7 separate regions of the Mus musculus genome follow, and all the other regions are linked to region 1. The links are chromatin contacts, called in public capture Hi-C and promoter capture Hi-C maps. All regions are on one chromosome and are shown on one strand. Each heading gives the region's core, a stretch centred on a gene start, on an enhancer-like site or on the middle of the called end of the contact. The rest is flanking DNA. Distances are from core to core; before and after follow the strand shown. Region 1 holds the start of Gigyf2 (GRB10 interacting GYF protein 2). Region 2 holds the start of Pde6d (phosphodiesterase 6D, cGMP-specific, rod, delta). Region 3 overlaps Cops7b (COP9 signalosome subunit 7B). Region 4 holds the start of Usp40 (ubiquitin specific peptidase 40). Region 5 holds the start of Nppc (natriuretic peptide type C). Region 6 holds the start of Dis3l2 (DIS3 like 3'-5' exoribonuclease 2). Region 7 overlaps Dgkd (diacylglycerol kinase, delta).

Region 1 (2,864 bases), core at 160-2,659:
TAGGTCTTATACACTATAGAATTCTAGCTTATGGAATGGAATGGTATTTTCCACTTTACCTACTCTCGGGTTTCCCCACATCAAATAACATAATCTAGATAATCTCTCATAAATTTGCTCAGATATTTGTTTCCATGATGAATCCAAATCCCATCATGTTGACAGTCAAGATTAATGATCACAGTCAAGATTAATGATCATTCTCTGAATTTAATGCTCTTTTATACAGTCTCTCTTTGAAAGGGAATCAAGACTCAGGAAGGGAGGCAGAGGAGGAAGTTGGTATATATATATATATATATATATATATATGTATGTATGTATGTGTGTGTGTGTGTGTGTATTTTTTTTCCAAGTGTTGAATCCAGGGCTCCCAAACGACTAGGTTGGGAGTCTGCCACTGTGTTCTGAAACTTAAGTTTATGTTGATGGGAAGACCTATGATAAATGCTGGAGGATATTTTGCAGTGATTGTGTGAAACTGAGTGGATCCCAAACACCAAAGGTAGTAGAAAGGCAGGAAAAGACTAATGGTCCCAGAAAGACCCGGGTGACTTGAAATGGTAGATGTACCAGGTTTAGCAAATCAAAGTATATAGTATGTCCAGCTAAACATGAGTTTCAGAAAGACAGCAGATTAATTTCCTGTATTCTGTATTGCCGGGTTTACTATTCGTTATCTCGCAACCCTAAAATGGGAAGGCAGTATATATAAGGGGGTTGTAGGTCCACATGTAGTGGAAGGGTGTAGTAACTTTTTTTTAGTTTTTCGAGACACGGTTTCTCTGTATAGCCCTGGCTGTCCTGGAACTCTGTAGATCAGGCTGACCTTGAACTCAGAAATCGATCTGCCTCTGCCTCCCAAGTGCTGGGATTAAAGGTGTGAGCCACCACTGCCTGGCTAGGTGTAGGAACTTTTAAAACCTTCCCAGCTGTCACATTCCAGTACTCCAGGATGAATTTCCAGTTCTATAAGAAAGGAAACTGCTTTGAATTTCAGCTTTACCATTTGCCCCATGATGGACCAACTGGCAGGAAAATGCTAGACCAAATGCTGTGGAAAAGTTCTAGCTTGGAAAACCAGCTCATAAATGATGTGGAGATTTTTGTACTGCAACCGGGCACTGGATTGGGTGCATCGGACGGTGAGTCATAGGGCCTCTGGCCAGGCTCCAATTAGGGACACCAGTTCAACTCTAGGGCCATAGGAGATGCAGCCAAAGGCCCCACTGTGCGCCTGCGCTACTCAGGCTCCGTCCTCGCCCGGCCCTGCATCCGGGTCTCAGGGAGGGGCGTGTCCGAGGGGAGGGGCAGGCCGTCGAGGAAGGGAACGATGTCGTGGGAAGCTGGAGAGCAGGGAGGGAGTGAGGCGGGGATGTAGGCGGGGCGGGGGGCGGCGCGGCGCGCGGGGTCACGTGACGTGCGTGGCGACGTGTCGGCCATCTTGTGTTGTTGAGGCTGAGGATTGACTTGGGTTCTGAGAGACTCCTGTCCCGGACCGCAGGTAACCAGTGGCTCGGTGTGTGTCTCCCCTGCCCGCGGCCATCCCGCGCCCAGTCCCCGCCATAGCGCCCCGAGCTGCCGTGGCCCGGCGCCCACCGTCGCGTCCCCGCCGCTCCGGCCCGAGCCGGCCGCATGGACACACTCAGGCTGCCCGGCAGCGGCCACGGCCGCTGCCGGCTGGGGGCGTCAGACCTGGGGACAGGGCAGGTGCGAGGTCAGCAGGAGCCTCCTCCCGTGCGAGGGTCCCGGCAGTCCAGGGAGCGTCCCGGCCGAGGGCAGCCCCCTGCTTTCGCCCCCGTGGCATCGCGGGGGAAGCCGAGGAGAGGAGGCGGGAGGCGGGGTGGGCAGTGTCAGGCCGGAGGGTTCGCCTTCCGCTGCCCGCTCCTCGGGGCTGGTCGCCCGCACAGCCTCGGGGTACCCCGGCTAACAGCTGCTGCGAGCCGACAGCTGCTCCTGCCGGCGCTCCTGCCCGCACCTGCCCCAGGGAGGTGCGCCCTTGCCTTCTCCACCGAGCATCTGGACTGGGGAAGACTGCTTCTAGGGCTGGAGGACTGGTCTTGAGCAGGCCCCAGGCAAGGTGGAGTCATGATCTGATCCTGGGACTGAGAGGCTTGGGAAAGTAGAGCCCCGGGCAGCCCCGGGGACCCGAATGTTCATACCGGCTTGAAATGGGCAAGCAGTTTCCCACGAAGCACTCTTGAACACTTTGGTTTTGTAGCTGAAATATAAATCAAGCCAGCAAGTAAGGAAGGGTGTGAAAGGAGCTGATTGTGTGACCGCGTTTGGGAAGCAGTAACGTTGCTTTGCATTTATCTAGTACGGTCTCCCCTCACCTCCAGTTTTCTCGAAAGTCAAAGCACTTAAACACACCTAGTGGTTCTATTAGGAAGGTAAGTATTCCAACATAACTTAAGAAATGAAGGGACTCAATCAGTGATGGCTTCCCACCTAGTCCCATCTACCTTGAATTATAGGTAATTATGTTTCAGAGTGTTGTATACAGGGATTGTAGTCTTCCTTATGTAGTTACTCCTCTTTAGTAACAAATGACTTCCTAAATTACAAAAACTATTATCCTACTTTTTGTACATGAGTTTTCATCCTTTTTTGTGGCTCTGACTGGCAGAATTTTTCCTTTTGGTTAGAACATATACTTTGTCTTCATTTAATGATATTTCCCTAATGTAGCAGCTTTTAGATTGCCTAGACTGGGATATGTACTTCACTGTCACATAAGAAGACACTAGGAAAACATTTAGAAGTGACATATGTCTGGAAAAATACCAACGTTGAAGATGTTGGTGATTTGCTAGAAAGAAAAAGACCATACCTTTTTTGGTACTTGACAAAGGATTTAGAGT
Region 2 (2,864 bases), core at 129-2,628, 740 kb before region 1:
CTCTGAGGATGACCTGAATTCTGGATCCCCCTGCTTCCATCTCCCAAGTACTGGGATCACAGGCATTCAACACCAAGTCCACCGAAACAACGAATTCTGATATCATATGGTGTCCTCAACACAATCAAGTAATTGTGAACAGCTTCACCATAATAAAGCGTTAACCTCAGCAATGCCAAAGATAATTTTGCCGGGAGTCGGTTCAAAACCAAAGTACCTCATGCATCTCACACACCTCCTATTTCTCATCTCGCTGGAAAGAGAACTTGAGATGTTAATGCTCCAAAGGCCAACAAAGTGTTAAGATGGGGTCCGTCTTTAATTTCTCTTTCCCCACCTCTCCACTACTCCAGCCCTATAAGAAGCCACAAGTGAGGAAGAAAAGTTGTGAAAACAAGACGGATGTGTGTGTGGTGGGGTGGGATGGGGTACATTATCCCCCACATACAAGGTCACTTGCTTGGAGTCACTTTCTCCTGCTCCCACCCTGGGCTTCCCGCCAAAGTCGCTCCTAGGCAGGCTAGGAGGCCAGCTTGCTGCACTCCCTCAGCCTCTGCGTGGGGACTGCAGCCCCCTTCTGGCCTCCCGGCCTTCAGGACCCTAATTTCAAATGGGAACTCTTCTCGCAGTAGCCAGGTCCCGGGGCTCCTCCACCTCCATCCTCCCCCCCGCCCCCCCCCCCCCCCAGGCTCCATCAACGTCCCCTTTCTCCCTCAGGGTGCCCCTGTGCCTGCCTCCCGTTCGCGGTCCCTCCCGGGGGCCCGGCACACAGTTCCTTTCCTGCCCCTTCTCGTAGCCCTTCTTCCCCGGTGCCCACCTGACGCCCCTGCCAAAGCCTGGCTCCTTAGAGCCACGGCCTCCTCCCAGCCCCGCCCCTGCTCCCGGGCGGATACAGTTTGAAGCCTCTCAGGATATCCCTGGCCCGCTCGTCCTTGGCTGACATGATGCGGCGCCTGCCGCCCGCGGCCCTCCCACGCTGGCTCCGCGGGGCCTCGCAGACGGTACCCAGGAACCGAGGACAGCCGCAGCCCGGCCGGACACCTCAGGTGAACAGCGGTGGCGGCCAGACCCGAACCGGCCTCTCCCTCCCCTCAGCTCCCGCTCCTGATCCCTTCTCCTTCCCTCTAGTCGTGGAGCTCCCGCCTTGAAACCAATGACAAGCCAGCCTTGGCGATTGGCATCTTGAGTAGCCAATAGCAACGCTCAGCGGCTTCGCTCGGGGACGGAGAGCGTCAGTGGGAAAGGCCCTCTTGGAGAGTCCCGGAGGACAGAATTTTCTTTCGTGTTGTTGCCTAGAGTTTGTCCCAGAGGAGCGATGGCTTGAAATCTTCAGAGGCGTTTGAGATGCCTGCTCTTGTTGCCGGGCACACTAGTGGTCTGAGACTATGGCAGGCTGCACTGTACAAGGTGGCAGAAACTACATTTCCCAGCATCCCAGAGAGCACAGGCGATCCCAGCGCACCATTAGAGGCCAGGGACTACAAGTCCCAGCATACTATGCGCTCCATCTTTTTAACTTGGGTTCCAGTGTGCCGAGCAGTGTGCACATATTTGAAATCCTCCTATGGGGTTGGTTTCTGAATCCTGTTACTTGAAACCCAGCAGGAAGGTCTTCTTTTACCCCGGAGACGTGACAACCCACCGACAGTTAACTTCTGTTTACATGGAACTCAGGAGTCTGCAAACCATGGTAAGACTGCAAACCACCAACAAAACCACATATTAAGCCACGAGAGATAACAGAACAAAATGACCTCCTCAAATAGTGTTAGTTTATTAGTCTGGAGTTCATTTTTACTTGTTTTGCAGGGTTTATGTTATATTTCTGCTTTGGACTGGGTGAGCTAAAGATTGTTTATACTCAATGTTAGTACAGGAAGACTTAAAAGATTTTGCCAATCCAATCTCTTTATCTTTTGTTTTTAAATATGAGGAAATAGAGACCCGGTGAGGCAGAGACTGGCCAGAGAGCACAGCAAATTGACACAGTTAAAATCTGGCTTTACATCTACTGACCTGTCATCTAGTATCTACACTACACTAGGGAGGTAATATTTTTAGAAGCATGGCAATGTGATTGTTTTTCTCCTTAATGAACAGTTTCTGAACTAGTGTTGAAACACCCAGAAAATAGGAAAGCATTTATTTCATGGATTTCCTGAAAGGAGCTGGTGTGACAGTCCTTTATCCTCAGACTAGATAGGTCTTGCTATTTTTATTTGCTTTTTTGACATTCAAGTTGACATTTAATGATTGTTTTTCCCCCAGAAAGTAGATAAAGTTGGTTTAACCCTCTGTTTCCTTGGAGACGCCTGTGTCCTTCCTCTGGCCTTCTTTCCTGTTCTTGTTCCCACTCCACCCATTTGATCACCCACCCATTTTGTTTGTTTTTCTTCCAAGTAACTCAACAAACCTTGTTTTGGTTTTTGGTTTTGGTTGGGTACTGAATTAAGTAAAAGATAGGCCACTGTTATTCAGAAGATACATAACTGATTAGGGAGATAAGGAGATTCAAGATGGAGTTGACAAGTGGCATAAAAGAAAAGATATCAGAATGCCACAGAGGATTACTTGTTGGCCTTTTAGTCAAGATCAAGTGGAGAATGCCTTAGAGGTTCTGGTGACGTGCCTTTAACAGCTGGCAAAACTTCATGGTGGAAATGACATTTGAACTTAAAGCAGTGGTTCTCAAACTGTGGGTCAAAAATCCCTTTGGCAAACCGCTATCTCCAAAAATGTTTACATTATGATCCATACAGTAGAAACATTACAGTTCTGAAGTAGCAATGAAAATTATTTTAGGGATGGGGGTCACCACAGCATGAGGAATTGGTTTTTTGTTGTTTTTTTTTTGGGGGGGGGGG
Region 3 (2,864 bases), core at 198-2,697, 720 kb before region 1:
GCACTCCCTCCCTGCATTCCATATCCTCACTGAAGTTCATTAATGAGGTCTTGGGAGGCATCTCTGGGATGAAGCCCATGCCCACATTGATCTCACTACTAGGTCTTTGTGGGTATTGATCTTTCTAATGGGATACGTTTTGGGTAAGTTTTGGTAAACAAGTTCTTCTCAAAAAAAAAAAAAAAAAAAAAAAAACCCTAAGAGTGTAGAACACCTCCCAGCCTCATAGATATTCCCACTACTCTCTCTAGACCCCAGACAGGAACACACTGTGAGCAAGTTACTGTTCATCTTTTTCCCAACTGGCAAGGTAATTTTGAAATGCAATTTATTTTTTAATTTAATTTAATTTTTTCCAAGGCAGGGAGGGTTTCTCTGTGTAACCCCAGCTGTCCTGGAATTCACTCTAGACCAGGCTGTCCTTGAACCCAGAGATCCACCTGAGAGCATCGGCCAGGAAAACACAGCTATATCTTGCCTCCATTGTTCTTACTGTGATGAGTTCAGTTTTGCTCCCTGGACCAATTTTTCTCCACCCCACCATTTCTTATTCTACATCTTCCATCTCCAGTGCCTGTATGTGACAAAGAATTTTATATCCCAGGGAGATCCTTTCTGGTTCCAATGTCTCTTTCTAACCATCAGCTTTTTCTGTTTTTAACAAGCAGGCTTCTTGACACTTGCCTGCCTTTTCTCTCTCTGCTTCCTCCTCCTGCCTTCGCCCCCCCCCCCCCCCCCAGCTGCTTTTTCTTTTTCATCAAGGAGACCATTGACCTCCAGCTTTCTGACCGGCTTGCACTGCTGAGTGTTCTCTCAGCTTTCATGGCACTGATGCCCCCAGGCCTTTCCTGTGTTTCTCCGCCAGCCTTAAAAGTTCTCCAGGGATGTGTTAGGTTGCTTTCTGTTGCTATGACAGAAATAACTTGAGAAAACGGGAAGCTTCAGTCAATGGTCCCTGGCCTCCATTGTATCTGGGCCGTGGCGGGGCAGAGCATCATGGTGGAGCTGAACTGCTTATTTTTAGGCAGCTGTGAAGAAAATGAAAGGAAGGACCTGGGACAAGATATATCTCCCCTCCAGCCAGGCTCCATCCCATATCATCTCCACTGCCCTGGACCAAACCACAAGCCTTCAGGGAGGAGAGCACATGGCAGATTCCGACTCTAACACAGACTCCAGTGTCTGTGCTTGCTGGGGGTCCACTGTGACCCTTCTTTGCTTGTACATGCCCTCCATAGGTTGTGTGGCTCACCTCTAACACCCAGCTCTCCATCTGTGGTTGTTCACTGTGAGAAGCACAGCCAGCTGGCCATTTCCCCATGTGTTGTCAATAAGTGAAGTTACTCATCCAAGTTTCTTGTGGTTGCCATAATAAAACACCTCAGGCCATGTGTCTTTAACAACAGAATCAATTTTCTCACAGTTCTGGAGGCTGCGAGTCCAAGGTCATTGTGTTGGCAAGATCAATTTCTCCAGAGGCCTGCGTCCTTTGTGTGCAGACGGTTGTCCTCATGTCTTCTCTGTCCTCACAGGACCTTTTCTCTGTTTACAGATCAAGTTCTTCCTTCATGATCTCATTTCACTCTTTCCTCTTCAAAGGTCCCATTCTAAAATACACTCAAAAAGGGTGGAGGCCTTCAAAATGAATGTAGGCACAATACAGTTCATAATAGTCTTTACCTAACTGAGAATTTGAAGTTTTGATTCAACCATATCTTTCTTGTTAGAACCAATCCTTTTCCTACCTCCCTTGCCACTCCAGGAACTTGAAAACTGCTCATCAGCATCCTTACTGGGTTTACTTGTGTGCTAGGAATGCAGCCAGAGGTCAGAACATATAAGATTACAGGAGAGGGAAGCCAACTGATGCTTGTAATCCCTGCACTCAAAGTGATGCAGGAGACTAGCCTAGGACTAGCCTAGTTTACATAATGAGCTCCAGGCCAGCTTGGGCTACAAGTGTGAGAGTCCTCAAAACAACAGGATAGATGGAAAGAAATTAGAGATGAGTAGAAGTAAACTGCCTAGTCAAAATTACAAATCCAAGCTTTTTGTTTGTTTGTTTGTTTTGTTTTGTTTTGTTTTTCGAGACAGGGTTTCTCTGCATAGCTCTGGCTGTCTGTCCTGGAACTCACTTTGTAGACCAGGCTGGCCTCGAACTTAGAAATCCACCTGCCTCTGCCTCCTGAGTGCTGGGACTAAAGGTGTGTGCCACCACGCCCGGCTCTCAAGCTTTTTTAAGTATACAAAAGGAAAAGGGAAAATACCCATCAAACCAATGAAAGACAAATGAGCAGAGAGGACCACAAGAGCTTAGGATCATTAGTTTAAATGGCAATTTAAATTGACAACAGTTTGCTGGAAAGAAATGGATGATCATAATTTATTCATGAGACAAGGTAATCAAGAAATTAAAGATTGGGAAGGCTGCTCGTGGTCAAGCCAGATGACCTGAGTTCTGTCCTGGACGTATGTACGCTACTGACTTCTTCAAATTGTTTTCTGGCTAACAGGAGCACCCCATGGCCTGCAGGCCCACACTTGGGCACACGCACACACTAAAGTGTACATTAAAAAAAAAAAAAGAGCCAGGCTTAGTGGCACACATCTCTAATTCCAGCACTTGGAAGGCCAGTGGGTCTCTGAGTTCAATCCCAGTCTGGCCTACATACAAGCAGACATTTTAACACCCCTCAACCGAAATTGTGATTATGATGATGAATGACAGGGCAGGGAAGTAGCTGTCTGACAGTGCAAACCCAAACAATAAAAACAAAAACCATAGAAGGTTCACCTTCACGAAGCCTCTGGAGTCCTGCTCATTTATTTTTAAACATTTTTAAAATTTTTAAAAAGATTTATTA
Region 4 (2,864 bases), core at 138-2,637, 680 kb after region 1:
ATAACTAATTACATATAAAGCCCACGGTACATATTATTCAAATGCATGTCACATAGCATACCTCTGAATTCAGGTGTGAAATGAAGCGTCTGAAGAAGGGAGCTGAGGTAACAGGTTCCACCCTGATTTCTGATTCCACTTAAATTGGTGAATTCTCTAGGGGCAGGCGGCTCCAAACCTTTAGTCTTTAATTTCTTCCCTCTTCCATACTGACTACTTGACACACTGGAATAATCCTCTTCAAATAGGTTCCCAAACATGGTGGAACTAAACGCTATCCTTTAAAGAAAATATGTTACATAAATGTTTCCATTCTTTAAATGTACCTCCACCCCCAATTTTCTCTTATTATTCGAGCGTAGCTGTTTTGTTAAATCGTTCTTCAGAAAACACAGTAGTTTGTGTTTTGGAGAAAGCGAGACCTGACTTGTCTTTCCTACCTACACGGGGTCCTGATTAACCTGTGTGATCCTGGACAAGTTATTTTAGCTAACATTTACTTCTATGTAAAATGGGGCTGCGTATTTTTCATAGGTAAATTAAACCAGTCACATGACAAAAGAAAGGTTACTGAGTACAAAGGGCTTGACCCACAAGAACCGATAACTATTCTTGGATTCCACATCACTAAATGAGGGGGGGGGGGAGAGAAGGGGAGGAGCCTTCATCAATTATGAAATCTCAGCTTCCCCCATCCCTTCATACACAGTACCAGATCACAGCGTTTCAGTGACTTAACCCTATCACATTAATCTTGACAGTAGTTTCAGCACTTTGGCCCTAAACTAGAGAGCCAGGAGTAAGTACCTTGAGGAAGAAAAACTCTGGTCATTAGAGCCATGGAGTCCAATGGCCTTCCAAAACATACCCAGGAATCCAACTGCAGAAGTGGGGACCTGCGGGAATCTGTTCTGTTTCTTGTGTGGGGAAGGGACATTTGGGGTAAAACGCTGAGAACACTCTCTTAAGTGATAGGAATGGCCAAAATGCAGTTTTCTTCCTTCCCAACACAGTCCTCTGAACAAAAGCTCAAGAAATGGAACTCGCGAGGCAGGCCTCGAGCTAGCTCGCGGGCTGGCTTCCCGTCACGCCGCTCCAGAGGCCTTGCCGCCCACCAAGCCGCCCAGCGCCCAGGAGCGCGACCAGGCGCGCGTCCCCGCGGCCCGACCCCTGACGCGCTGCCAGCAGAGGCCCGGCGTCTCTCCCCAGGCCGCCGGCGTCGTCCCTACGCTGCCCTCGTCCCTCCCTGCGCCCAGTTCCCCAGCCCCACTTACTGCCTATAGCCCAGACCCCCGCCCCGGCCACAGCACAGAGTAAACGAACTCGCTCCGAACGGGCACCGCCATGCCGAGGAGGCCGTGTCTCTGGAAAGTGATTTCCAACCACCCACCCCCACCCCAGATGCGACTACACTTCCCAGGGTGCGTCGCGCCACGCGGAGATTTATGGGTAGTTATACTGCTCTTTTTCCAGACGGCTTACAAGTTAAAATTTGTATTTATTGCTGCCTGCAAAAAGCGTTGGAGCCACATTCTGTTAGAGCTTTCACCATTTAAGTGGAGTATGTATTTATATAGTCTCTGCTCTAGGATAACAAAAGAACCTTAAAACAGTTTTTCCTCTTCAAAGTATATCTCTGATACAAAACTTGTGAAAATGCTCTACGTTCTGTGAACCTTCTTACATCGCCTTCAATCCACCTTAAGTAGTTTATATATAACCATGCAAGCATGTATGCACACAAAACTGTCTGTCCTGCTGGAGCTCTTCGGATAGGTTACTTCCCATCCTTTGCACAGACCCCATTTGTATCTCCCTCGTCTCCTCCAACCTCTATCAGGATGTGAATGAAGGAAACAGGTGAAATCTAATTTTTATTTCAGCTGAGAGTTTAAGAGATGGAGAACAGGAATAAAGATGGAGGGTGATGGGGGTTGAGGGTGGCAGAGTCCAAGTGACCATCAGTCCAAGGGATTTGTCTTTGGAACATTTGAGGGAGGCTGGTGTGGCTAGAACGCTGAGGAAGTGTTGGGAGGAAAGGACTGGAGATGACCATTGGCTAGGAATAAGGGGTCTGGGCCAGGAAATGGACTGGGAGAGTACACAGCTCTCAGTACTCCAGGTGGAGGACCACTTTGCTTTTTAGCAACCTCCCCTTCACTTTGCTTTCCTGGCCATATCTCTTTCTGTCTTATGGTACTTTATCCTCCTATTTAAAAATCACAGCTATACCTTAAACTTTTATTCCCTGACCAAAACTCAACACTGTAAGCCAAGATCCACAGGCATAGGTGGCTTCCCTCTGGGCAGCTATATCCCCTTACACCCATGTGCTTGTTAGTTAGGTTTTGATTACTTTTTTTTTTTCTTGGTAGGTTGTTTGTTTTTGTACTTTATTTTGTTTTGTTTGTAAACGGGACACAAGCTAGGGTCACATGGAAAGAGGGAACAGATGCTGAGAGAATACCTCTATAAGATTGGCCTGGAGGCAAGTGTGGGGACATTTTCTTGATGAATGATTAATGTGGGAGGACCCAGCCCACTATGGGTGGTGCCAACCTTGGGAAGGTGGACCTGGGTTGTATAAAAAACAAACTGAGTGACCCAGAGGGAACAAGCCAGAGAGCAGGGTTTCTCCATGGCCTCCACTTCAGGTTCTGCCTCTAGTCCCTGCCTTGAGTTGCTGCCCTGCCTTGAGTTCGTGATGAACTGTGAGCTGTCTGAAATGAACCCTTTTCTCCCCACGTTGCTTTTACTGGTGGTGTTCATCACTGCAATAGAAAGCAACCTAGGACAGCCTGGCCTCTTTGTTATGTTCTGACTCATAGTTCCATTCTACCACCTGTCTACGTTCTCCTTCTCTC
Region 5 (2,864 bases), core at 197-2,696, 660 kb before region 1:
AGGTTCTCTCTACTAGGAGGGGGCAGGCATATCTGCATGCCTGCCTCACCTGAGGGACAACAGCCCCAGAAAGGCATCCTAGCACTTGACTGCTTGGCTGCTGGCACAGGGCTGGTGGTACATCTTTCTCTCCCTCTTTCCAGGATCTCTCTAACAAGTTTCCAGTTGGCTAGCTGGCCAGTGGTCAGTGGTGGGTTTGGAGGCTGGGACTGCATAAGCCTGTCTCTATTTTTCTAGAGGAAGCCAGATGGAGTACTCTAAGGCTGAACCTGGTCTCTGACCTGGCCCGTGTTCACTTTTTTGTTGTTGTTGTTTTTTAAATCTGTAAAATGGGATATGTGAGGTGGCAGGCAAATGTCTGGGTACACTTGATCCCATGCCTAAATTGGTTGGGGGAAGGTCACAGAACATAGGGATCAGGGAGGAAACCAAACAGTCTGCGAAGGACAGTGATAAGAGCTTGGCTCTCTTGGGTGCAGAGCTAGGCGAGCGGGGAGCGTCCGATGGTGTTACTTACCGCCGCCAGGGGTAGCTGCACTAACATCCCAGACCGCTCATGGAGCCGATCCGGTCCAGCTTGAGGCCAAAGCAGCCTTTGGACAAGCCCTTCTTGTTGCCGCCTTTGTATTTGCGCGCGTTGGGGTGCTCGTGCAGAAGGCGGGCCCAAGCAGCCCGGGACTTGGTGTCCACACGCAGGTCCCGGAGCAGTCGCGATCGGTCTCCCTTGAGATTGGCTCCCCCGCTGCCTGGAGTCTTGTCACCCTTTTTCTGATTGCCACCAGCTGCCTGGGAATCCGCCAGCTCCTCCCCTGGCGGGGTTCTCGGGACCTGTCGGAGAAAAGAGTGGACAGGTGAAAGAGTGCACCGATGTAGCATAGATGACTTTTACGGGGCCCAGAGTGGCGTGGCCCTTCTCAGCCATGAGCGTGCCTCCACCGATGCGGGACAGCTGAGTCCAGCATCCACCTGCCACGCAGCCTTCTTGCCTGCTCCTCCGGGGAGCCCATTGCTCTTCCCGTGCCGCAGGTCATGCTGGGCACATTGGGGCACGGGAGGTGTGCATGTGTCGACATTCTCCCGAGGCTGGGAAATGAACCCGAGAAGTCCCCGCTTTGAGGGAGCAAGTCCGAGGGGGTCTGCCTTTCCGGGTTCTCTGCTCCCTCCTGCGCACCACATCTTTCCACGCCCCTCACAAGCCCAGCGTCCCCGCGACAGCACCCACCTTCGGTGGTGTCCCGGGCTTGGCTTCAGAGGGCCGGAGCGAGAGTAGCGCGAGCAGCAGGGCGCAGGCGATCAGCTGGGAGAGGTGCATGGTGCCGATGGGACCGAGGTGTGCAGACGGTCTGCAGCCGGGACTGCCGGTGAGCAGTCGGATAGGCGGATGCGGAGCAGGATTGCCAAGCGAGCACAGGTCCTACTGCTGTGCGGCGCCGGCTGGGTGCGCTCTGAGTCCGTGGCTCCGCTGGAGCCTTTATAATCCAACCTGCCGCTGATGTCATCTTCCCGCCCACCGGGCCTCCAGGGCCAATGGCACAGCGCACGCGGCCGAATCGACGGCCCGGAGGGGGCCGGGAGGGGGCCGGGAGGGGGCCACGGGGGCTCCCTCTTCTGCTCCAACCCACATCCCACCTCCGAAGGAGCCGGCGGCTCGGCTCGCTGCGCTCAAAGCCACAAAGCGGCGCGCAGAAAAGAACTCCATTTGTAGAATGCGCTTCGCCCTAGTACTCAGGCTTCTAGGCGTCCCTGCGCTGTGTATCTGCTGCTCCTGATACGTGTCTGTACTCCTTCTGCAGGTGCAAAGGCTTAGAAGAAATGTCCTTTATGCAAAGTTACACAGGTTGAAAGTTGGTGCGGCCCAAAATCTACACAGATCGCTCTGTTTCCAAACTCTTCACAAATGCTGCCACGCGCTAGCCAGGGTGGAAGGGCTGACCATGTCTACACGCTCAAACATGGGGGCGGCAGAGGATGGGGTTAGTAGATCCCAGTGGGAAGTGGAGGGAGAGCTTGAATGTTGTAGCTGCAAAGGAGACTTGTAAGTCTCGGATACCCACGAGTGAGAGGATGTCATCAACCCACGAGTGTGAGCCAGGAGTTTGTGTGTGTGTGTGTGTGTGTGTGTGTGTGTGTGTGTGTGTGTGTGTGTGTTGGGAGGTTAGGAGGCAGGTAGCTTTCCTTCAGTGATGTACTGGCCCTTCCTGAAGGTGGAGATGTCCACTTTAGTGTCCTGAATACCCTAAGAAACTATGGGCAGTACTGGGTTTTAACCAGCTCCAAGCCTCAATAGGCCATCGCCATTGAGTTTGGGGTTGTAGTTGCCTTCTGGCTATAGGGACCGGGCCACTTATTTCTGCTGCACACAATTCCTCGCCTTGACCTGGAATCTTGGTCCATCGGACTCTAGGGAGCTCTGCAATTTAGAGCCACGAGAGAACTTGTAGTTTCAAGAATGGAGTGATGTGCAAGAGTTTGTGTCCCTTCTCCTGAGCAGGATGCAGGCTTGAGCGAGGGAAATGAATGTTGGCAGGGTCCCTGTGGTCTCATGGAGCAAAGAGCCTGGGAGAGAGGACGAGAAGCAGGAGCCAGTTAGCTTCTTACAGAGAAAGGGAAGTGGGAAGAGAGGGTAGTGGGAAGACTGCTGGGATGGACATGGGTCTAGAGGACCCAATGCTTCTGGAGGATACAGAGGAAGCAAGAGTGTACTGAGTGTGCCGTCTACTTCCTCGTCCTTTCCTAGCATGCAACCCAAAGACTCCAAATGAGGACCACAAGCTCCTTCCAGCCTTTCGTTTGGGAAATGACTCACAGGTGAGGTTTGATTTGAGTCAGCATATTGCCCAAAGAAAGATCTAGACATCAGTTTC
Region 6 (2,864 bases), core at 100-2,599, 620 kb before region 1:
TACATGCACTCAGCCTTCACACCAGATGTTCAGTCAAAATGTGGTCTTAGACACTAATGATCTTGACTCTCCTTCCTTTGTCCTTGCCATTCTATTCTTGAGTTTATTTTTGGTTTTCTTAGCTCACCTCCCATTTCTGCCCCCCACCCATACCCCATTTGTTTGTTTGTTTGTTTTTCCAATCCTTTGTTCTTTGTCTCTACTGGATTTCCCCATCCCTGTTTCCACTATCCTGCTTACTAGTCACAGAATCCCCAAACCTCTGCCATTTATTCTCTGCAGTTAGAACAGGCAAGGTTTGCTTACACGCAAGTTTGTCTAAGGGTTCTGAAAGGATCTGAGGAGGAGCGAGAAAAAATAAAATAAAATAAGAATCCGCAGGCTCATTCCTTAAGCAAGCATGGAAGTTATACCAAGGTGGGGCTTCTTAAAGCAGGAAGAAATCCAGAAGTTTCCCATATCTTCTTTTCTTGACGCTACATGGAGAAAAACGAAGCTGCCTCCTTCACACGTAGACAGCTGGTTAAACCAATCATGAAAAGACTCACAGTCCAATGAAGTGCACTCCACTCCCTACTTTGACATTGTAGTATTGAATTTTGATTATTCTACTGGCATCACTGAACACATGATCTCCACAACAGTTGGCAGCTGTGACCAGCTCCTCACTAACTTTTTTTGTTTGTTTGTTTCCTTTTCATACTTCCCAGGACGCTCTTTGGGTTTCCTTCTCTGTGGTTCAGAGTCCTCATGTTTTCAATTTTTGATCCATTTGCCTATCAGGCCATGCTGCCTTCCTGCAGCCTTAACACCACATTGCAGGTATTCCATGGCTTGACCCACTTTCTCTCCCCCTCCACTTGGTTGAGGTTTCTTTGCTCTTCTCTTCTTTTGCCTAGGCTAGCCTTTCTCGCACAGGCTTTATAGCTTCCTTCGCTCATCTGAGCTAGCTGGACACTGTCACCTCTCTGGTTACCAGCCTGCGCGTGCCAACAATGCACCTAGTCCTGTACAGGTGTCCAGTGAAGGAGTGATGGGCCAATGCTTGGATGAATAAAGACTTGGTAACTAGGAAGGTGGTGGCGTTGGTGCTGAGAGCATCCAAAAGTCAGGTGGAACCTGCAACGTGACAACGGCTGGGTGGTGGGTTTAGGATCCAGATAGCGCGAGAGGGACCCCAGTCAGAAAGGCTGCTGTCGCTAAGGCGGGAGCCGCCCACGCGGGATGAGCCTCGTACCGCCCCTCATTCAATCCCGTGGTCCTGCAGCGACCACCGCCTCCACCGCCCACTAGCCCCGCGCTTCGCTCTTGGCTCAACCCGGCCACCGTCGCTCTCGGAACGCTCGCTCGTGACCCGGAAGCGCATTCTCCCTAGCAACTGCGGGTCTGCGGCGCCGCCGGCCTCCCGGGAGCGACGGTGAGGCTCCTGCCCCCTCCCCCTGCGCACGCCCCGGCCGTCCGGCCTGGCCTTCCCTCCGCGCCGCGTTTCGCGGCCGGGACCGTGCGTCCTAGCCTCACGGGGCGCCCGACCGCGGCGCCTCTGGTCGCCTTCCGCCGGCCCCGACCCGGCCTCAGGCTCCTCACGCCCCGTGGGCCCTAACTTTTTATATTTCAGTTCAGTGCGAGAGGAGGGAGAGGGGACTGGAGTCGGTGTCTGGGAAGCCGCGACTTTCCGAGGCTTGGGGCACCTGGGGACGTGTTCTCTCGTGGGTCCTGATGGAGGCTGATAGGCTTGTGGTGCCTCCGGAGTGATGAGCGGCAGCGCTTGCTGATCACCCGAGCTTTCCAAAGTGATATAGACTTTATCAGGTGTCTATACGCTTTGAACCGAGCATTTATTTCCCCGGGAGTTAGCTTTGCAGTTAGGAATGAGCTGTGGACAGTATATTGTATTTTAGCTGTTGTGGTGTCCAGTTTTATACAGAAGGGACGTCCTGGGACCTGACTAATCTTGGGAAAGATTGCAAGTAAAATTTACTCCGTTAAATAGGGCCAGGTGTAAATATATCTCTGATTTACACTTCAAAAGATAACAGTGGCACCGAAAACCTCTTTTGAGTTTGGACAAGTGACACCAAAAAGACCTTAGACATTGCTGTTCTTAATAGAATGATGGCGTGAAAACATAGCTGTGAACAATTTGCAGAATTATTTAGGAATAAAATTCAGGAGCCTTTTGAGATTCATCATTGAAAATGGTATCATTTAGTTTCAGTACTAAGCACCTGTAGTGTTAATGCACTTGAAATAAGTTTTAGAAGACATACGAGGTTGTACACATTCCACCATTGGGAAAACAAGAAGATGACATATGATTAAATACAATCTATGTGGTAGGTATTCAGTGCTGTGTAGTAGGTTAGGGGGTGGGACTTTTAGGAACATAGTTGATTTGCCTCTAAAGGATAGATACACTATGTATTGGAGGGAACTGAGCGAATGAAATAATTTTGTAAATAATATTCTTTAGGGCTTGGGAAACGTTTTCACGTGGTTTAGTTCTTATTTAAAAAATTAAAGTCACTCTGATCCTGATCCATTTCTTTAAGAACACACCATGTTCTTACCCCGTCTAGATCTTTTGCTTCTGCAGTCAGTCTTATTTTTATGTAAAACACAACAGTTTAAGCAGAGTTACTGTTTAATACGTGAGACTTAAGAGTCTTGTGGAAATTTTGCTCTTTGACTGATATTCTTTATTTTTGAGTGTTTAATGTGTAGCAGGCGCTGTGTCAGGAGACAGCAAAAACAATGGTTACTCAGCAACCAATTACTATGTTTTATCTATGGTATGACCCCCCAACCCTGTGTGTGTGTGTGTGTGTGTGTGTGTGTGTGTGTGTGTGTGTGTAGCTTATCCGTCT
Region 7 (2,864 bases), core at 122-2,621, 600 kb after region 1:
TAGGGTAGAGAGATGTTTGAGGAGTTATAGATTGACTCTTTAGGTCTGAGTATTTCAGTGTCTTTGGGAAGGGAGGGGTTATAGAAACCAGCAAGGTTTGATTGCCAAGACATGTTGAATAAGTGAGGAAGGGCTGGGGATCCTGGTATCTGCTGGTGATCACAAAGCCCATCTGTCCCCTCTAGTGGGCTCTACTGAGAAGGTACAGGCCACATACTTCAAATCAGACTTCCTACACTTATTGTGGCTATTGATGGTGTCAACAGAGTGTGTACTGCATGAGAATGGTTCTTAGACTTGCTGTCTAAGGAATGTTTTCCTCACTGTTTTCCACCAGTGTCAGCTAGGTGTGCTGCCCCTGGGGACAGGGAACGACCTGGCCCGTGTTCTTGGCTGGGGCTCTGCCTGTGATGATGATACACAGCTTCCTCAGATCTTGGCAAAGCTGGAGAGGGCCAGCACTAAGATGCTGGACAGGTGAGTGGGGCAGCCAGGATGTGTGAATGGCAGCTGGACCAAGAAGCATTGGCCTCTGTGGCCAAGCTTCATACTCTAAGACTTGTGAGGACTAAGACTAGCCCTAGTCTCAAGAAAACCAGAAAACTCAAACAGTCAGAATACAACTAAGATAAAGGCACCAGACTATGACATTGGAGCAGTGAGGGGTTGGTTGGGGGATGGGGCCCTGCAGATCCCTGGGTGTTAGTGGGTATTCTGCAGCTGAGCTGACTTTGGGCCTGTGCAGGTGGAGTGTCATGGCATATGAGACCAAGCTCCCTCGGCAGGCCTCCTCCTCCACTGTCACTGAGGACTTCAGCGAGGACTCAGAGGTACCACCATTTGCTTGCTCTTTCTCTTGTAGTGCTGGGAATGGCACTTCAATTCTCACACTTGGCACTGAGCTGACCCCCAGTCCACCACCTGCTATTTAAGCCCCACATGTGATTGTCATGTACTCAGCTTTTTTACTACATCCTTGTCCCTTTTGTGGTTCTGAAGGAGTGCAGGAAGAGCCTTGGGCTGAGATTGAGGCTGAGCAGGCTCAACTCTAGGGCTTCATGACTGTTGGGAGGTGCTTTCCGATGCCTAACCCCTTGTGACATCTTATGCTCAGCACTTATGCAGTCTGCTGTTCTTCCTATACAGCCTCCTCCTGTCTGCTTCCGGAAGTCTCCATGCTCATCTGTCTCTCTCTGACATCTGTGCTGCCCTTGTAGTTAGCACACACCGCTTCAGCACCAGTTCCAGTCCTCTGTGCTGAGCAGTGGCCACTCCAGGGATTCAGTTCTGAGATCCTGATTTGTGTTTATGTCCTAACTGCTCCGCTGGGCACATGCAGTGTTGGTCCTGCTAGGTGACTGGTCTGACAAGCCCAAGGGGTCAAGGACAGTAGCAGTCAGCAAGCCAAGCCAAGCCTACTTTTTATGGCTTCACAGGTGGAGCGTGGCCTGTGCTTTTGTTTTGAGAATATTTGTGTGGAGCCTGAGAAAAGTACCCAGGAAAATGTCTGAGACTGGCACAGATAGTTTCTCTTTGACCTGTGAGAAGGTTTGCTTGCTATGGGGTGGACAGAGAACGGTGGAGCTGAGAGACAGAGTTCCTGGTCAGGGCAAAAGGAAGCTTCTGCACTGCCTGGCCACGAGCGAGCGCACTACTGAAGGTAGACTGGGGTTTACGCCAGGGCTTTCAGGCTTTCTCACTGTCCTGCCTGAAGAGCCATAGTCTGTCGGGGGCTCTGATAGGGATTGTTTAGTTCTGACTCATCATTTAGTCTGTCCACAGGTTGGTGACACTTTTGTCCTCGCTCCCTTAGCGGTGGACAGCCCTGATAGTGTTTAGAGATGGTCTGTTCTGTGAGAGGATGGACCAGAAGGGCCGAAGAAAACTCCCAAGTCAGACACTAATGGCGCTCACAGTAGACTGTGGGACTAACTGCCCCCTGTTTTGGTATGATTATAGGTGCAGCAAATTCTCTTCTATGAAGACTCAGTCGCAGCTCATCTTTCTAAAATCTTAACTTCGGACCAGCATTCTGTGGTGATCTCATCAGCCAAGTGAGTAGTGGGGCTCTGGGGACTCAGAGAGGCGGCACGCTGCTGCTCTGCAGGGTCCCAGCCAAGCTGCCTTCTGTCCTACAGAGTGCTCTGTGAGACAGTGAAGGACTTTGTGGCTCGAGTGGGCAAGGCCTATGAGAAGACGACAGAGAGCTCGCAGGAGTCAGAGGTCATGGCCAAGAAGGTAGGTTCCCAGGCACAGGGTAGGTGGAGCAGCTGGTGCAGAGGAGCTTGCTCTCATGCTGCTATTTCTTGAATCCAGTGCTCTGTCTTGAAAGAGAAACTGGACTCTCTCCTCAAGACCTTGGATGACGAGTCTCAGGCTTCATCCTCTCTGTCTAACCCACCTCCTACCATTGCTGAGGAGGCTGAGGATGGGGACGGATCAGGCAACATCTGTAGCTCTACTGGGGACCATTTGGTGGGCTCGGCATGCCCCTCCCGGCCACAGATCTTCCGGCCCCGGGAGCAGCTAATGCTGAGAGCCAACAGCCTGAAGAAAGCAATTCGCCAGATTATAGAGCACACAGAAAAAGGTAATGGGTCTCTGAGTCCCTAGGTGTCACTGGAGTTCCCAGATTCCCTGGATGTAGTTATAGACCCAAGGACTTCCCCACCTCCATCTTCATATGACAGTTCCCAAACCCTGTCGACCATTCACTCTCTCCTACCTACCCTCTCACTGCCCTAGGACCACACTTGACACGGTGCTCTCCCTCTCACTTTACCAACTCTGTTCCTGTCATTCTGAGCAGCTCCACCTCTGATTGCTTCAGACCCTGTGGTCACACCGTACCTGGTCACCGGTGT

What was found. Promoter capture Hi-C pulls out the DNA fragments that hold promoters and counts their contacts. Capture Hi-C pulls out chosen DNA fragments and counts their contacts.
Region 2: a contact with region 1 is called in a promoter capture Hi-C map of liver, with 9 times the contacts expected there. The contact joins the promoter of Pde6d here to the promoter of Gigyf2 in region 1. A contact is called at or near these places in 11 of 39 promoter capture datasets (the 3T3-L1 cell line, 3T3-L1-derived adipocytes, the C10 cell line and 5 more), 2 of 484 Hi-C or Micro-C datasets (B cells and CD4 T cells), 7 of 115 datasets of contacts at active chromatin or transcription factors (the 230-238 cell line, astrocytes, bone marrow-derived macrophages and 4 more) and 2 of 9 other capture datasets (adipose tissue and macrophages).
Region 3: a promoter capture Hi-C map of liver shows a contact between it and region 1, with 4 times the contacts expected there. The contact joins the enhancer-like site here to the promoter of Gigyf2 in region 1. A contact is called at or near these places in 6 of 39 promoter capture datasets (the 3T3-L1 cell line, hippocampal neurons, liver and 1 more) and 2 of 115 datasets of contacts at active chromatin or transcription factors (astrocytes and trophoblast stem cells).
Region 4: a contact with region 1 is called in a promoter capture Hi-C map of liver, with 6 times the contacts expected there. The contact joins the promoter of Usp40 here to the promoter of Gigyf2 in region 1. A contact is called at or near these places in 7 of 39 promoter capture datasets (the C10 cell line, cranial neural crest, embryonic stem cells and 3 more), 1 of 115 datasets of contacts at active chromatin or transcription factors (memory CD8 T cells) and 3 of 9 other capture datasets (adipose tissue, liver and macrophages).
Region 5: a contact with region 1 is called in a promoter capture Hi-C map of hippocampal neurons, with 5 times the contacts expected there. The contact joins the promoter of Nppc here to the promoter of Gigyf2 in region 1. A contact is called at or near these places in 6 of 39 promoter capture datasets (3T3-L1-derived adipocytes, cranial neural crest, hippocampal neurons and 2 more) and 2 of 115 datasets of contacts at active chromatin or transcription factors (astrocytes and pancreatic cancer cells).
Region 6: a contact with region 1 is called in a capture Hi-C map of macrophages, with 5 times the contacts expected there. The contact joins the promoter of Dis3l2 here to the promoter of Gigyf2 in region 1. A contact is called at or near these places in 3 of 39 promoter capture datasets (hippocampal neurons and liver), 1 of 484 Hi-C or Micro-C datasets (the G1E-ER4 cell line), 1 of 115 datasets of contacts at active chromatin or transcription factors (astrocytes) and 1 of 9 other capture datasets (macrophages).
Region 7: a promoter capture Hi-C map of liver shows a contact between it and region 1, with 2.6 times the contacts expected there. The contact joins the enhancer-like site here to the promoter of Gigyf2 in region 1. A contact is called at or near these places in 5 of 39 promoter capture datasets (hematopoietic stem and progenitor cells, hippocampal neurons, liver and 1 more) and 1 of 115 datasets of contacts at active chromatin or transcription factors (astrocytes).

Annotation. Positions count from the first base shown.
Region 1 is chr1:87,325,589-87,328,452 of GRCm38.p6, forward strand. Gigyf2 (GRB10 interacting GYF protein 2) reads left to right here and starts at 1,410. Exons shown (of 29, transcript NM_146112.4): 1 at 1,410-1,504.
Region 2 is chr1:86,581,407-86,584,270 of GRCm38.p6, forward strand. Pde6d (phosphodiesterase 6D, cGMP-specific, rod, delta) reads right to left here and starts at 1,379. Exons shown (of 5, transcript NM_008801.3): 1 at 894-1,379. The coding sequence starts at 943. It overlaps Cops7b (COP9 signalosome subunit 7B), which reads left to right and starts at 1,515. Exons shown (of 8, transcript NM_172974.3): 1 at 1,515-1,690.
Region 3 is chr1:86,606,809-86,609,672 of GRCm38.p6, forward strand. It overlaps Cops7b (COP9 signalosome subunit 7B), which reads left to right. Exons shown (of 8, transcript NM_172974.3): 8 at 1-20. Among named protein-coding and RNA genes, the nearest start is that of Gm41908, 19 kb to the right of the region's middle. Within about 2 kb of position 1,448, at least 7 of the 459 cell types and tissues checked have an H3K27ac peak or open chromatin away from gene starts, as enhancers often do. A contact at or near this core is called in liver and trophoblast stem cells, where this site is marked.
Region 4 is chr1:88,007,164-88,010,027 of GRCm38.p6, forward strand. Usp40 (ubiquitin specific peptidase 40) reads right to left here and starts at 1,388. Exons shown (of 32, transcript NM_001198573.1): 1 at 1,275-1,388; 2 at 62-279. The coding sequence starts at 260.
Region 5 is chr1:86,669,127-86,671,990 of GRCm38.p6, forward strand. Nppc (natriuretic peptide type C) reads right to left here and starts at 1,447. Exons shown (of 3, transcript NM_010933.5): 1 at 1,223-1,447; 2 at 518-828. The coding sequence starts at 1,312. The coding sequence ends at 538.
Region 6 is chr1:86,702,455-86,705,318 of GRCm38.p6, forward strand. Dis3l2 (DIS3 like 3'-5' exoribonuclease 2) reads left to right here and starts at 1,350. Exons shown (of 21, transcript NM_153530.2): 1 at 1,350-1,417.
Region 7 is chr1:87,923,735-87,926,598 of GRCm38.p6, forward strand. It overlaps Dgkd (diacylglycerol kinase, delta), which reads left to right. Exons shown (of 30, transcript NM_177646.3): 11 at 338-477; 12 at 746-830; 13 at 1,960-2,054; 14 at 2,139-2,238; 15 at 2,317-2,590. Among named protein-coding and RNA genes, the nearest start is that of Gm19582, 71 kb to the left of the region's middle. Within about 2 kb of position 1,372, at least 5 of the 459 cell types and tissues checked have an H3K27ac peak or open chromatin away from gene starts, as enhancers often do. A contact at or near this core is called in liver, where this site is marked.